Linked DNA regions of Sus scrofa: regions 1 and 3 are each linked to region 2. The links are chromatin contacts, called in public HiChIP or PLAC-seq maps. All regions are on one chromosome and are shown on one strand. The core of a region is the stretch at or near the end of the contact, and the rest is flanking DNA. Distances in the headings are between cores, read along the strand shown.

Region 1 (4,683 bases), core at 1,158-3,657, 180 kb before region 2:
CATGTCGAAGACCAAGAACATCACATGGGCTTTAGTCACGCGTCCTTGGCCAAACTCTTGGGCTTCGGTTCAGCATTCTCTAAGTTTGGACTCTGCACTGAGCCACACAATGGGATAAAGAGATGAAGAAAATAAGGCTGTTGCCTTTAAGAAGACCACAGATAAGGCCAAGGTGGAGCTCAGGCTGGCGCTGGCCATATTAAATGTTGAGTAGCAAGCAAGAGCCAGCTATAAGGAACGGCTCTCCTGGGCCCAGGCAACCAAAGAAGAACTCATGACAGTGCAGAAAAGTCAGAGACAATTCTGATCCTGGCAGAGGAAGCTGTAAGATAGGAAGTCTTTGTTAGTTTCTCCTCCATGGACACAATAAGGTATTCATGCTATTCCCCTCGGGACTTAGGAAGCATTTTAGGCCCAATAAAGGTCTGTGCGTCATCATAATTGTGTAATATGGCTGCCCTCATTCTGTCCCACCCCTGACATCTCCTGGTTAAGCAAGATAAAGTTCTGTTGATGCTTTAGCTGCTCTGGCCGCCATTAATGATGCTTCCTTCAGTGGCCTTGATTTGGCCTTCCAATGAGCCAGAAATCTGGGGGCCACTTCCTTCCATCAATCTTACCCCCTATTTTTTGCCATGGTGTAAGGGGATCCATCAATTCACCAAGTGAACTGGCACAGACTATCAAAAGACATTGTGATAAGAGGAGAAAGCAGAGCCTCTGGAGTTTACCTGCCCTGAGTTTGAATCACTTACCAGCTGGGAAGTCTTGGACAATTAAACTCTCTGAACCTCAGGAGTTGTCCTGTTTTGTTTTTGTCCTGTGCATAAACAAAGACTTATGGAAATACCTTTGTAGAGTTGATGTCAGGATTAAATAAAAGAGCTTACATAAAGCCCCTAGCACCTTGCTTGACCCCTGGTAGATAGATGCTCAGTAAATATGGTTCCTATCTGTAGGTTCTAAGCAAGTTCAGTGAAGTAAATGGACATGGTCCCCACCTTCAAGAAATTTATGAACTCTATCATAAAGATAGGTGGTTCTTTATTATAAAGGCGAGTGATTGGACCCATGTGTGTGAAACAGCCCCATCTGTAAATGTAGCAATAAGCTTTCTGGCTCCATAGCCTATGCTTTTGCCACCTCACTTTGCTGCCTGTACCATCTCACTGACATAAATGAGTGTGAGGAGTCATCAGGAATCAGAAGGTGGTAGAAAGAGGGTCGGATTTGGGGTCAGGTAGGTTGGACTCTGACTGCACGATGATGGGCAGATCACTCTGTTTCCTCATTTGCAAAATGACACCAATAACAACTTCTGCTTCAAGAGTTCTTTATAGATCCATTGGTTCAGCATATGGTCATTGGAATCCTACAGTGTGCTGGGCACTGTCCTAGGTACTGGGGATGGAGACTTGAGCAAGAGACACTAGCTGGTCTTGGAGTGGTTCCCTCCCTGCCTTACTATCTAGTGAGAGAATAAGGTCATGTACTTAGAATTACTTCCCAAGCAGGGATTTGTCATTCATATTAAGCAAGTAAAAGTGCTTAATGCATTACTTAAGTGCAGTTCTGCAGAGATTTGATAAAAGCAAAGCAACAGGAGTTCCCGTCATGTCTCAGCGGTAACAAATCTGACTAGTATCCATGACGACCCGGGTTTGATCCTTGGCCTGGCTCAGTGGGTTAAGGATCTGGTGTTGCCATGAGCTGTGATGTAGGTTGCAGATGAGGCTCGACTTGGATCGCGTGTTGCAGTGGCTGTTGTATAGGCCAGCAGCTGCAATTGCGATTCAGCCCCTAGCCTAGGAATTTTCATATGCTGTGAGTTTGGCTCTAATAAGACAAACAAACAAAAACAATAATAGTTAACATGTGTTAAGCATTTTTTCTGTTCCAGGTGCTATGTTAAGCTCTTTGCATACTTTTTCTTAGTAATTCTCTCAAAACCTTGCAGGTAGATATCATAAATCATCTCTGTTTTACCCATTTTACACATGAGAAAACTGAAGCCTGTTTTACCCATTTTACACATGAGAAAACTGAAGCCCGGAGACTTTGCTAATTAACAGCCAGTTGAGCAGTGGAGCTGGTTTTCAAACCTAAGCAATCTGCCTTCAGAGCCCCTAGTCCTAAATACCACACCATATGGCTTCTACTGCCTCTTCCTGTTGCCTCTGGTTGCTTGTATCTCAGGAACATATTTAGAAACATCTGGAAGTCTCATCAAGGACTTTATCAGTTAAGTGTGGGGAATTTAGCCCACAAGGCTCTGTTGTCTAGTCAAGCCTGATCTTGATTCTGCATGTACTTTAGACCAAAGACAGGTGCTCACTGCAGGCCTGGGGAGCAGAGCACCATGGTATTCATTGGCGAGGCCTCCCAGCCTTGGCAGTTACCTCACCCTTGGCCTTTACATCACTGCTGGCCAGGCCAAGAGCCTGGGTTGTGTCCTGAATATAAAAGCCTGACCATAGGCTTTTATGAAGCTGTATCTTTCTGAGAACTTCCTGGGTATCACCTCACTTGTCCTCTATTAACTTCCCCTAAAACTGTGGCTGGCAGCCTCATCCCAGATTTATAGATTGTGGAGCTAAAGGCTCCAGAAAGAGGAAATGACCTCTTCAAGGATACCTGGGACAATTTGATGCAGAAATGCCTCCAACAGCAGGTTTCCTGAATTCAAGTTACAAGATGTCCTCTGAAGTATTAAAGGCCAGAGACCTCAAGTCACACAGTTAGAGGCTGCAAAGGTCAGAGAGTACGTCTGAGTTCCTGACCCTCAATTTAAGACCCTTCTTTTGCACAGCACTGCATTCATTCTTCCACTGAACAGATGTTGATCGATCACCTACTATGTGCCTTAGTAGGCAGCTGAGATACCAAAGTGGATGAGACAGGGGTAGTCCCTGCCATTACAGAGCTCCGAGGTCAGCCGGGGGGACAGCTGGTTAACAAGTCGTTACAACTGTGATGAATGTTATAAAGGGAAAAGTACACAGGTTCGGAGACCATGACATACCTTGTCCAGGAGATCAGAAAAGGCCATCCTTGAAAGTAATGTTTATAGTGACATAAGGATGAGGGAGAGTGAAGGGGAGAAAAAGATGCTCTAGGCAGAGGCGCTGCATGTACAGCCAGAGAGGGCTTCTTCAGGCATGAAAGGGAGAGTGAAAAGGAGGGTGGCAAGAGATGTGGCTGGTGAGTCAGCAAAGGCAAGATGAGGAAGGCTTTGAGGTCTGTATTCATTTTCTATGCTGTGTAACAAATTACCATGATTTTATCAGCTTAAGACAACAGCCACTTATTATATCACAGTTTTTGTGGGTCAGGAGGGGCCAAAAACCAAATTTATCAGCAAATCCATCATTCATTGGTGGATGCATGTTAACCAGACTCATAAGATTGTTGTATAAAAGTGAAGTGAAAACTAAAGTTAATTAACACTTAGACCAGAACACTCTTGAAGACATTGCAAGAGTTCATCTTCTCCCATAAAGACCATAGGAAATCAAATTGAGGTCAGAATGTGCAACTATTAATTCATAATGAGAAAATAAGCTGAAATGAGAAAATCCTGGAATCTGCATGTCCAGCCCATTCTCTCCCTGAAAGCAGAAACACACGGGAAGCACAGAATACTCAGATGGCTCTTTAACAGCTGTCTTACAAGTGTTAGAGCGAAGGAAATCCATCAAACCGAGTGTTTAAGTGTAGGACCAGACTAAGACATCCTAATGCAGCCACCTTGTAATACATTCAGGTGGGTCTTGGAATGAAAAAGAGTTGACATATACTCTCAGGAAATGGTAGCCATATTACAATGACTTCTTTGTTTTAGACAATGTCACTTTTTAAGGGCACTAGACCAGTTAACTTCCAAGTTCTCTTATGGTGCCAATGAACTGTGATTCCAAGGGCATCTATTGCTTATCCTGGAGTGTAGTCTGCCCACATGAACAAGCTAACCCTTTCCCATCATCATCAGCAGCAGCATCATTAGTAGCAGTATTATGGAAAGCAGTCATTATCTATGGGCTGCTGCCTACATTTAGGACATGCTATTAAACGCTATCAACATTAGCTCATTCAGTCCTCACAACAACCCTTTTGGATAGTTGTTCTCATTCCCAATTTGCAGATGAATAAAGGAGAAACTGAGGCTTGTAACGATAGTGTAACTTGCCCAAGGTCACTCACCAGCCAAATGAAAGAGAAGGGATTCCAGTTACATGCAGCACAACACTCTGGCCCTCTGCAGCACAGGTAGAAGGGACCATGCTTGGCGTACCTGCTGAGCAAGTGCGTGCCATAAATTCAGCCCCTTCTCTCCCACTCAAGAGAGTGGATTGGATTGTGAGTCAGTGAGAATGATGTCATTATAGGGGTAACCTTGAGCCCACTCTAATTTATTGAAGGAGGAAGTGTTTGTACACTTACTACTTTTTGTTCTAATTGAATGGCTGCTGGCTTGAAACTTTCCATGGTAGTAGGACCTCCCTCCCCATCAGTGCAGTCCCCTACTCTTTTGTAGGGTCCCACAAAGGTACATGACATCTTCCCATAAGACAACCTGGCAGCTGTAATCATATGTGCGTATCAGTCACCTTTTTCTCTTTCACTGTCACTGTCTTCCGCTGTTTATGTCCATCATCCACATGGCTACCTGGCATCAGTGTCCCA
Region 2 (4,984 bases), core at 245-2,744:
CCCCAACAGTAGGAGAAGAGCAGTAGCTAAGAATTGGCAAGATTCTGTCTCCTTGGGCCTCTTCTATTTTCTCAGTGTCCAAGTGTGTAAAGAGGGCACACTTCCCTGGTCACCATGCAGAGATTCCATCATCTGTTCATTCAACAAACATGTACTCAGGAGTTCCCTTAGGCTTGGTGTGGGAGAGCTCAGGAGACAGAGCCAGTAAGCAAGACAGACATGGGGTGGACAGGCCGGCAGGAAAGAATAGTAAACAAGTAAGGGCGCTGAAGGTTAGGAACGGAGCGTGATAGAAGGAAAATTAATTGTAAGAGAGAGGCTCAAAGGGGCTCGGAGTCCCAGACTCTCCCCCTCAACTTCCTGCAGCCCATGCATCCCACAGGCCCACAGTTCCTGATGTCCTCCAGAGCTGTTGCCTACAGGTCTCTGTAGTCTTTTCATCACCCTCCCCACACCCCCACAACTTCCTCTCCACCTTCTCCCAATCCCACAATGCCCCTCTCCCTCCAGAGGCCCCAGCCTCCTCCAGTCCCACAATCCCCATCTCCCCTCCATGCTGCCCATGTCTCTCCTGGCTCCACAGTCCCCATCTCCCTGCATAGCTCCCCCTATGTCTCTTCCAATCCCACAATCCCCCTCCCTCCATGACTCCCCCCATGCCTCCCCCAATCCCACAATCCCCCTCCCCTCCATGACTCCCCCCATGCCTCCCCAAATCCCACAATCCCCCCTCCCCTCCATGACTCCCCCCATGCCTCCCCCAAATCCCACAATCCCCCCTCCCCTCCATGACTCCCCCCATGCCTCCCCCAAATCCCACAATCCCCCCTCCCCTCCATGACTCCCCCATGCCTCCCCCAAATCCCACAATCCCCCTCCCTCCATGACTCCCCCATGCCTCCCCCAAATCCCACAATCCCCCCTCCCTCCATGACTCCCCCCATGCCTCCCCCCAATCCCACAATCCCCCCTCCCTCCATGACTCCCCCCCATGCCTCCCCCCAATCCCACAATCCCCCTCCCTCCATTACTCCCCCCATGCCTCCCCCCAATCCCACAATCCCCCCTCCCTCCATGACTCCCCCCAATGCCTCCCCCCAATCCCACAATCCCCCCTCCCTCCATGACTCCCCCCATGCCTCCCCCCAATCCCACAATCCCTCTCTCCCCTCCGTGGATCCTCCCTTGCCTCCCCCAATGCCACAGTCCCCCTCTTTCCTCCATGGCTCCCCATGTCCTTCCTCACTTCACAGTCTCCATGTCCCATCCTAACTCCCTTTCCCTGCCCCCTGTCCCCTGCCCCCACCACCCCAGCCCAAGGCTCTCCATTGCTTCCTCTGAAAATGCCCTCTGGCTCAGAGTTCTCCCTTCCCTCCCTAGCCTCGCCACTCCACACTCACACCCCCCAGAGCTCCTTACGGCACTTCCCTTCCATGGCCTTCTCCTCAAACCACAGCAGAGAGGCAGTGCTGACACAAGGCCAAGACACGTGAGGGAGAGCCCTGCGGCTGCCCCCCTCCCTGGGGTGTGGGCGGCTAATGGGAAGCACATGGCCGGGGTGACCGCAGGAGCCAGCCAGTCCTCCATCCCCGCGTGTCTGCTCCACACCCAGGACCCACAGCGCGGCAGGGCCAGGTGACTCCATGGATGGGAGCCCTGCTGTTCGCCCCCAGCCATGCCAGGCGGGCCTTCATACTCCAGCCTAGGGAGGAGCCAGCTTGGAAGTGAAGGGGAGGGAGTCTAGGGTGGACACCATTCCTCTGCCCACACTCACCCACCCCAGAAAGACCAGGTAGCTTCCAAGGATGAGTTGCATCTATACTTGCAGGTTCAGTCCTGCTCTAGAAAATAGCTCTCCCCTCAAGTCCCCTCACCAACCCCTCCTCAGAGGACATTGAAGGAGCTGAACTGCTGGCCTGTGTACTTGCTTCTAAGCAAGCGCCAGGCTGCTCCCTGGAGGAAGAAGGCTCCCACCTTCCTGAGGATGCCTGGGAGCTGCAGGCCAATACTGGGGGTATTGCCTCTCCTGAGACCCTTCCTGGCCCGCCTGCCTCTGCATCTCTGCACAGAGACCACCAGACATGAACACAGCTTTGGCACACATGCAGTCATGGATTCATTCATCCATTCATTCATCCGCTATTGAGCCCCTGCTCTGGACACCAGACCCCAAGCCAGGTGACGGGGATACAGCAGTGAACACAATAGTAGAGACACTGTCCCTTAGAGCTTCCACCTGGGAGGCGAGAGGCAATCAGCAGATGAAGGACCCCTGCACTCCCTTCCCCTCCCTCCTGGGAGTGCAGCCCCTTCTGTCTTGCTTCAGCATTATCTCTGCCCTCAAGAGCTCCTGCATCTCTGAGTTTCCTCAAAATTCCCTCTCAGGAAACAAAAATTTGTACCCGAGGGGCCAAGGCTCCCTACCTCCAGACATTCAGAGGGTCAGGAATGAAAGACCTTTCACATTAAAATAAAAGAAAAAAAAAGTGGGTTTGGACTTTAAAAAACAAGAAAACATCTTCCAAAAATGTTACAGGAGGGAGGGGAAAATGACTTTTTAGATTTTCTTTTTTTCTTTCAGAAACATTGCAGAGTTGTTTCCCTGGCTTTTCAGTTTAGAGTGGGGTCAAGGGAGATGGGGAGCTTTTTACCAAGAAGATAAAAGATATTTTTTCCCCAGTTGGGGAAAAAAAAAGACAGAAGAGATCCAAAAATACTGATTTCTTCAGCCGCCTCTGTGGTGAGGACATAAAATTTGTGGGACATGTTTTGTGAAGGTCCTCACAGTGAAATACTCGGGGGAAAGACCCTTGAACTTGTCCTCCATGACCTGTCCAAGCAATGACATTGCTCACTGGAAAAAAATGTTTCCCTGGGGAGACCAGAATGTCCACTTCCTTTGGCTATGTCCACCGTGGGGACTCCAAAATGCTCTGACCTCAGGTTCCTTGTGGCGGCTGTTTTCCACTGCAGGAAATATAGGAAACAGAAACCGGAACAGAAAGGGGTGGGCAGGTTCAGGGGAGAAAGGATAGGCCTGCGCACACTTAGACTCCACGGTTATAACTCAGCTCAGCCCACACTGCCTGAGAGACTGTCCGTGTGCCGGGCACTGGGATCCAGGATGCCAAGGACCCAGGCCCAACTCATAAGGAGCTCAGTCTGAAGACACTTTGCAGGACTGTCCGTAAGAGCATCTGCATTCACATCCTTGAGTTTGCTCTTCAGCTTCCCAACCATAGTAGGTGCTTTAGACTCACAGGCTCCTGAAAATCCCAGCTGGAAGGGTTTTTGCAGCTGCCCAAACCCCTCAGTTTACAGTTGAGGAAAACAACAGGCACATAGAGGAAAAGTGACCTGCCAAGATCACACAGCAAGTCTACAGTAGAACCAAAGCCTGGAATCCAGGTCTCCTATTTCCACAGCAAAGAGAGCTGCTCAGTGATGGGTGAGACTTGGAAGGACCATGCATGGCTTGCCAGCAGACTATCCTTGAACTTGCTACTTCTCTGATTCAGCCTTCCCACCATGACAAGGATAATGATAGTACCTGTGTCAAAGATCTGTTTTGAAGTTTGTGTGAAATTATCCATATCGAGTGCTTAGAACAGCACCTGGCACAGTGTAATGAAATATAGCCCTTCTCAGTATCCTTATCATTATGGACAGGACTTACTGTGAGGGTTTTTCATTCCTCCATTCAGCAGGCTCTTATTGAGGGCACACCTGTCTAACAGGACACAGGGCCTATCCCCAACTCAAGTGTTCACAGTCTGGTTGGGGACACACATAAACAGGAGATGACAGCACCATGGGGTAAGCTCTCCCACAGGACAAGCAAAGTGAGGACAGCAGGAAAACAGACGAGGGCTTCCCAGAGGGAGGGCTGGCCAGGTGTTCCCCTATGGGTGAGAAGGAATGAGTCTGATAACAAGTGAGCAGAGGGAATGACATGCACAAGCACCTGGACAGGGGAGAGAACCTGGGGACTCCAGAGCTTAGGAAAAGGGGTGACAAGACAGTTCATTTGATGGGGGCGGGTGGGTAAACAAGCTGCATTCCCGCAGTGAGGGAGGAGACAGAGGGGCTGCCCAGGCCCTATTCCCCCTTGAGAATTCTACAGCTGCCCGTGCCTGGAGAATTACCTGGATCATTGGCAGGCATGACTTTGGGCAAGTCCCTTCCCATCTCTGGGCCTTGATTTCCCCATCTGCAAAAAGAGCAGATGTTCAAATATGATCTCTCAGGCCTCTTCCCAATACAAGTGCTGTGCCTGCTTTGAGAAGCAGCCTGCTCCCTGTGGAAGGCGTTTGTCTCCAGGAGTATATTCTGCCAGAGCCCCAGAGAACAGGCCTTGCCTCTTCTCTCCCAACCCTGGGTCAGCGCCAACCCATGTCATTTTTTTTTTTTTTTTTTTTTTTTTTTGGTCATAACCAAGCCCCCACCTTCACTGCTTCCAGTTTGGTGGAAAATCTTGACCTTGGGCCAAAGTTCAAAGGACTAGCCCCAAGCCTGAGTGAGGGCCAAGATGGGGAAGAGGCAGAGGCGGAAACCAGCTCCCCAAAAAAAGAGCAGAAAAGGTCAGCAGAGGCTCTGAACCCTTGGTTGCATGTCTGAGGTCCAGCAAATGTAGCCTGAATTGAACTGAATCCAGGGAATTGATTTAGACCCAACTGTGGGCAAACTGGTCGTCTCCACGGGGGTCATTCCCAGCGGAGGCGCTGGGCTGGGTTTTGCATGGAGAACATTGCCATCTAGTGGTCACTTCTGTCCTGAGCGCTGAGCCCGCCCTCCTGAGCTGCACTGCTTAGCTGCCTGGCATGAGGGCTCCCTAGGCCTCCTTTCTCTTCCACAGGTGATGGACAGCTCAATGCCCCTGATTGGAGAACACGTGGAAGAAGACAAACAGCTGATGGCCGACCTCGTCGTCTCCAAAATGAGCCAACTCCTGATGCCAGGGGGCACAGTGCCCTCGCCCCTGAGG
Region 3 (4,972 bases), core at 1,593-4,092, 210 kb before region 2:
ATGTAAATCAGTGAAACTGGAACACACCCTCACACCATGCACAAAAATAAACTCAAAATGGCTGAAAGACATAAATATAAGACAAGACACCATCAAACTCTTAGAAGAGAACATAGGCAAAACATTCACTGACATCAACCTTACAAATGTTTTCTCAGGTCAGTCTCCCAAGGCAACAGAAATAAAAGCAAAAATAAACCAATGGGACCTAATAAAACCAACAAGCTTTTGCACAGCAAAGGAAACCAAAAAGAAAACAAAAAGACAATTTAAAGAATGGGAGAAAGTAGTTTCAAATGACGCAACTGACAAGGGCTTAATCTCTAAAATATACAATTTATGCAACTCAACAGCAAAAAAGTCAATAACACAATTGAAAAATGGGCAGAAGACCTGAATAGACAATTCTCCAAGGAAGATATATAGATGGCCAACAATTACATGAAAAAATGCTCAACATCACTGATTATTAGAGAGGTGCAAATCAAAGCTACTATGAGGTACCACCTCACACCAGTCAAAATGGCCATCATTAATAAGTCCACAAATAACAAATGCCAGAGAGAATGTGGAGAAAAAGGAACCCTCCTGCACTGTTGGTGGGAATGTAAACTGGTACAACTACTATGGAAAACAGTATGGAGATGCCTTAGAAAACTATTCATAGAACTACCATGTGACCCAGAAACCCCACCCTTAGGCATATTTCCGAACAAAAACTTTCCCTGAAAAAGACACATGCACCCATATGTTCATTTCAGCACTATTCACAGTACCTAAGACATGGAAACAACCTAAATGTCCATTGATAGATGAATGGATTAAGAAGATGTGGTATATCTATACATAATGGGATTCCACTCAGCCATAAAGAAGAACAAAATGTCATTCACAGTAACACGGATGGAACTAGAGACTCTCATACTAAGTGAAGTAAGTCAGATAAAGAAAGACAAATGCCATGTGATATCACTTATATCTGTATTCTAATGTGTGGCACAAATGAACCTTTTCTCAGAAAATAAAATCATGGACTTGGAGAATAGACTTGTGGTTGCCAAGGGGGAGGGGGAGGGAGTGGGATAGACTGGGAATTTGGGGTTAACAGATGCAAACTATTGCCTTTGGAATGGATAAGCCATGAGATCCTGCTGTATAGCACAAGGAACTGTATGTAGTCACTTATGATGGAGCAAGATAATGTGAGAGAAAACGGAATGTATATGTATGTGTGGGACTGGATCACCATCCTGTACAGTAGAAAACTGACAGAACACTGTAAACCCCTATTATGAAAAAAAAATCATTAATAAAAAACAAGCATGTTTGTAAGCCAAGGAAAAGGAGTTGTAAAGGTGGAAAGTGTACAAATATGTGCGACAACTATGACACACAGCAGATTATTAAGTCAGTGCTGATGATTTGCAAATAGGATCTCTTCTATTCCAGAAGACACAGACCTTTGATTTGCTTGGCTTTGGGAAGGAGAGAGACATGTGATTGGTTAGAAGAGAAGGAAGAAAGGGGAAGGAAGGGGAAAGAGGTGAAGAAAATAGTTTGCTATGGATTCTCAATAATCTATCAGAATTACATACCTAAAGCATGTGTTTTAGTATAAGTATATTTAATTCTGTAATATGGGAGCACAGCAGTCAGTGCATCATTTGGCTGGGAGCTGTCTAAGGGGTCCAATAAGACTGATAATTTTTTTGAGGAAGGATGAATTAGAGCATATCTGTACATCCTAGACTGAGCACCTGGAGGAAAGCATCAAGACATTGGGTTCTCAGTGGTGTGGAGGGAAAAAGTGGGGAAGCCCCATGGAGGCAGGGATGAAACCCAGGACAAAATCAGGTAACTTTATGAAGCACTGCAGAAGGGTGGGACCGTGTGCATGATACACTGGGTATGGCCTTCTCAGGTGCACTGCTCTGGGCTCAAATCTTGGGTGTTACTATCAGAAATGATTCCACTGCTCGAAGCATCACTTCCTCATCTATAAATGAGAATGATAACACAGCTCTTGCCGAGTGTCTGTGACTATCACATGCATTCAGCAGGTTGTTGTGGAGAGCCCACTGTGTGCCAGGCTTTGTTCCCAGGGCTGGGGGTTAGTTGGTAAAGAAAATATTCATGTTTCTCCCTCTGGGAGCTTCCACTCTTGATGATCATCATGAGAAGAGCAAGAAAAGCTTCAAGCACAGAGCTTGGGGCATGAACAGCACAAAAACTGCTCAGTAGATATCACTTCCACTTTATCCCTTCCCAAAGTGGCTTCCACAAAGGATCCTTGCCTCACCTCATTTCCCCAGCGTCCTTCCCCATCATTGGCAGAACTGTGTGGCTCCGAGTACCTCCCCTCCAGTCTCCATACCACAAAGGTGCTACCTCCCTCCGTTTTCAGCAAAAATCAGTGAAAACCAGTCTGTCCTATCTGGAGACAGAACTAGAGGAAGAAGCCTAGTGCTTAGGGCCTCCAGTGTTCCGGGACCGGAATCAGGCCCTGCTTGTAACAGATCGTCATCGCATCGTCGCACCCTGCTCCCTTCCGCAGGTTTGGCTCCTTGCCCCCCTCCCGCCCCCCGACATTCTTCCCTGGCCTGTGTTTGATCGTTTAGCTCCAGTCACTTGGAAACACAAGATCACACACTTAGCAGTTTTGATTTTTTTTTTTTAACACCCAGTCTTTGTATCCGTGCAAAGGGGTACACAATCCCTAGGTCCTCCTTCCCCTTCTGCAAGTCCTTTCCCAGGCACTTCCCCTCATCAGTAAGCTTGTGCTCCCTCCCACATGCCTCTGCACTCCCGGGGGCCTCCAGTCCCACGTGTGGCACTCCCTCCTCACCATGTGATGTTCATCCAGTGTCACCCTTTCGCCTGGATAGTCATTTTCTCATTATCACCACCCCAGACCCAAATTTGTCCTCTGCTTTCCTGTTTCCAATTAAACCACGTGCTATCAGGAATCCAGAGAGGAAAATGACAGCATTTGGGTGGAGGAGGGATTCCCACTGACCAACCTTGTGGACTTGGCCAGAAATATTCTGGGGGTGGGTTGAAAGCTGTGGAGACCCTGGGGCAGATGACGTGGGCGGATGATGTTTGTGGCGGGTGTGAGGCGGGTGCATTTTCCTTCCTTGTCTTGTGCTTTCCTTTCACAGCTGCAGTTCCTTGGAGCCCTAACATTCCAGAGCTAATTTTAGGTTCTTGGGACTGGCTTGTTCTAAGTGACCCTGGCCCCCGCCTTTCCCCTCTGCCTAGTGTATTCATTCTGGCCTCTCACAATCCACACTCTCTGGCTCTCTTTCAAATCAGAGAGGAGTAATTGTAATCCAGGTCCCCCCACTGGCTCAAAGACCCTCAGGAAGCGGGAAACTGAATAGAGGGGGCGTGAGATGGGAATCCTGGAAGGACAAAAGAGAGTGGGGGAGGGGAGCGACTTCCCACCTCCCAAATAAGGAGATGGTGTTTATGGCATCAATCATGAGCTCACAACCTCAGAGTCTTTGAGAGACTATGAGGGAGGATGAAGGTGTAGGAATGGGAAAGAAGACAGGTTGATGGATGCCTGCCACCAGCCCTCACCCCCACGCCACCGCTGTTCCTACAGCAGGTGGACCTGAGCCCACCTACTCGAGTGGTCATGCAGAGAGTCTCATGGGGTTCTCCAATCACAAGGTAGAGTTTTAAAGCAGAAGAGACAGACATCTTCCTTTTCTTTGTGCCTCTCATGCCACGGTGGGGAGAACCAAGGCCGGAGGCAGAGGTGACTTCTCCAAGGTCAGGTCTGAATGTGAGGTTACCTGAAGCCAGAGCTGGAACCAAGCTGGAACCACTAGAGGCTGAGCCTCCTTCAAATACTGAGCTGCTTCTTTGTCGTGTGAGAGCAGGTTGCTGAGTCCTCCATCACCATCAGCAGTGGGGCACCTCCCTCCTAAACTTGCTTTCTCAGTGCAGCCTTTGCCTGCTCTTCACAGAGGTGAAGTGGAAACTCTGAGAGGAAGTGAGGTCTGTGGGGACATGAGCGGCACCCCACCATGGGCCCATCTGGGGCGTGATGAACACTCACAGAGAAGGGAAAATTCTTTTTTCTGTGCTTGATCCTTGTCTCTTAACATCAGAAATATTAAGACCTGGGTCTTGGAGTTCCCGTCGAGGCGCAGTGGTTAACGAATCCGACTAGGAACCATGAGGTTGCGGGTTCGATCCCTGGCCTTGCTCAGTGGGTTAACGATCCGGCATTGCCATGAGCTGTGGTGTAGGTTGCAGACACGGCCCGGATCCTGCGTTGCTGTGGCTCTGGTGTAGGTTGGTGGCTACAGCTCCGATTCGACCCCTAGCCTGGGAACCTCCATATGCCGCGGGAGCAGCCCAAGAAATACCAAAAAAGACAAAAAAAAAAAAAAGACCTGGGTCTTCTAAAAGTTTCCCATGAGGACAGAACTTTCCAGTGGCTTCATGGGGACCTCCCAGTTCAGCAGCCACTGGTGACTCCCATCACTCTCCTGACATGTGGGATCCGCAGGGCACATGCACAGACCGTCTGGATTTGAATCCCAGCTTTTCCTTGGCTTCCACATCTGTAAAATGGGAGTAACGAGTAAAGGGCTCTTGAAAACTAAATCAGTTCACATGATAGATACAGTGTAAAAATTTACCATATAGTATTTATAAGATTAGAGTACTTTTATTAATTTACTGTGTGTTATACATAAAAAAAGATGAAATGAGTTCATTTTAAGTTAGTTTATACATTTAGCATATAGTAGCATCTAATAATTGCTGAATAATGATAGTTGTTATTATAACTATAATTATTGAACTTTGGTCCCTCTGAGAGCTAACCCTACTCAGGTTCTGTTCCAGGCAACAGCAATAAAGTAACTGTCACAGTAAATAAAGTCACACGAATTTTTTGGTTTGCCAGTGCATGTAAAAGTTATGTTTATAGTATACATAACTTAATATACTA

The links. HiChIP or PLAC-seq counts read pairs in DNA pulled down with a chosen protein or histone mark.
Region 1: an H3K27ac HiChIP or PLAC-seq map of skeletal muscle shows a contact between it and region 2. The contact joins two enhancer-like sites. A contact is called at or near these places in 1 of 47 Hi-C or Micro-C datasets (embryonic fibroblasts) and 1 of 2 datasets of contacts at active chromatin or transcription factors (skeletal muscle).
Region 3: a contact with region 2 is called in an H3K27ac HiChIP or PLAC-seq map of skeletal muscle, with 19 times the contacts expected there. The contact joins two enhancer-like sites. A contact is called at or near these places in 3 of 47 Hi-C or Micro-C datasets (heart right ventricle, retroperitoneal adipose tissue and skeletal muscle) and 1 of 2 datasets of contacts at active chromatin or transcription factors (skeletal muscle).

Annotation. Positions count from the first base shown.
Region 1 is chr5:12,306,059-12,310,741 of Sscrofa11.1, forward strand. The region is part of intron 6 of SYN3 (synapsin-3); the gene reads left to right. Among named protein-coding and RNA genes, the nearest start is that of TIMP3, 66 kb to the left of the region's middle. Within about 2 kb of position 2,408, at least 2 of the 83 cell types and tissues checked have an H3K27ac peak or open chromatin away from gene starts, as enhancers often do. A contact at or near this core is called in skeletal muscle, where this site is marked.
Region 2 is chr5:12,483,522-12,488,505 of Sscrofa11.1, forward strand. SYN3 (synapsin-3) reads left to right here. Exons shown (of 14, transcript XM_021091548.1): 11 at 4,856-4,984. Among named protein-coding and RNA genes, the nearest start is that of FBXO7, 40 kb to the right of the region's middle. Within about 2 kb of position 1,495, at least 24 of the 83 cell types and tissues checked have an H3K27ac peak or open chromatin away from gene starts, as enhancers often do. A contact at or near this core is called in retroperitoneal adipose tissue and skeletal muscle, where this site is marked.
Region 3 is chr5:12,274,434-12,279,405 of Sscrofa11.1, forward strand. All of the region lies in intron 6 of SYN3 (synapsin-3), which reads left to right. Among named protein-coding and RNA genes, the nearest start is that of TIMP3, 34 kb to the left of the region's middle. Within about 2 kb of position 2,843, at least 20 of the 83 cell types and tissues checked have an H3K27ac peak or open chromatin away from gene starts, as enhancers often do. A contact at or near this core is called in retroperitoneal adipose tissue and skeletal muscle, where this site is marked.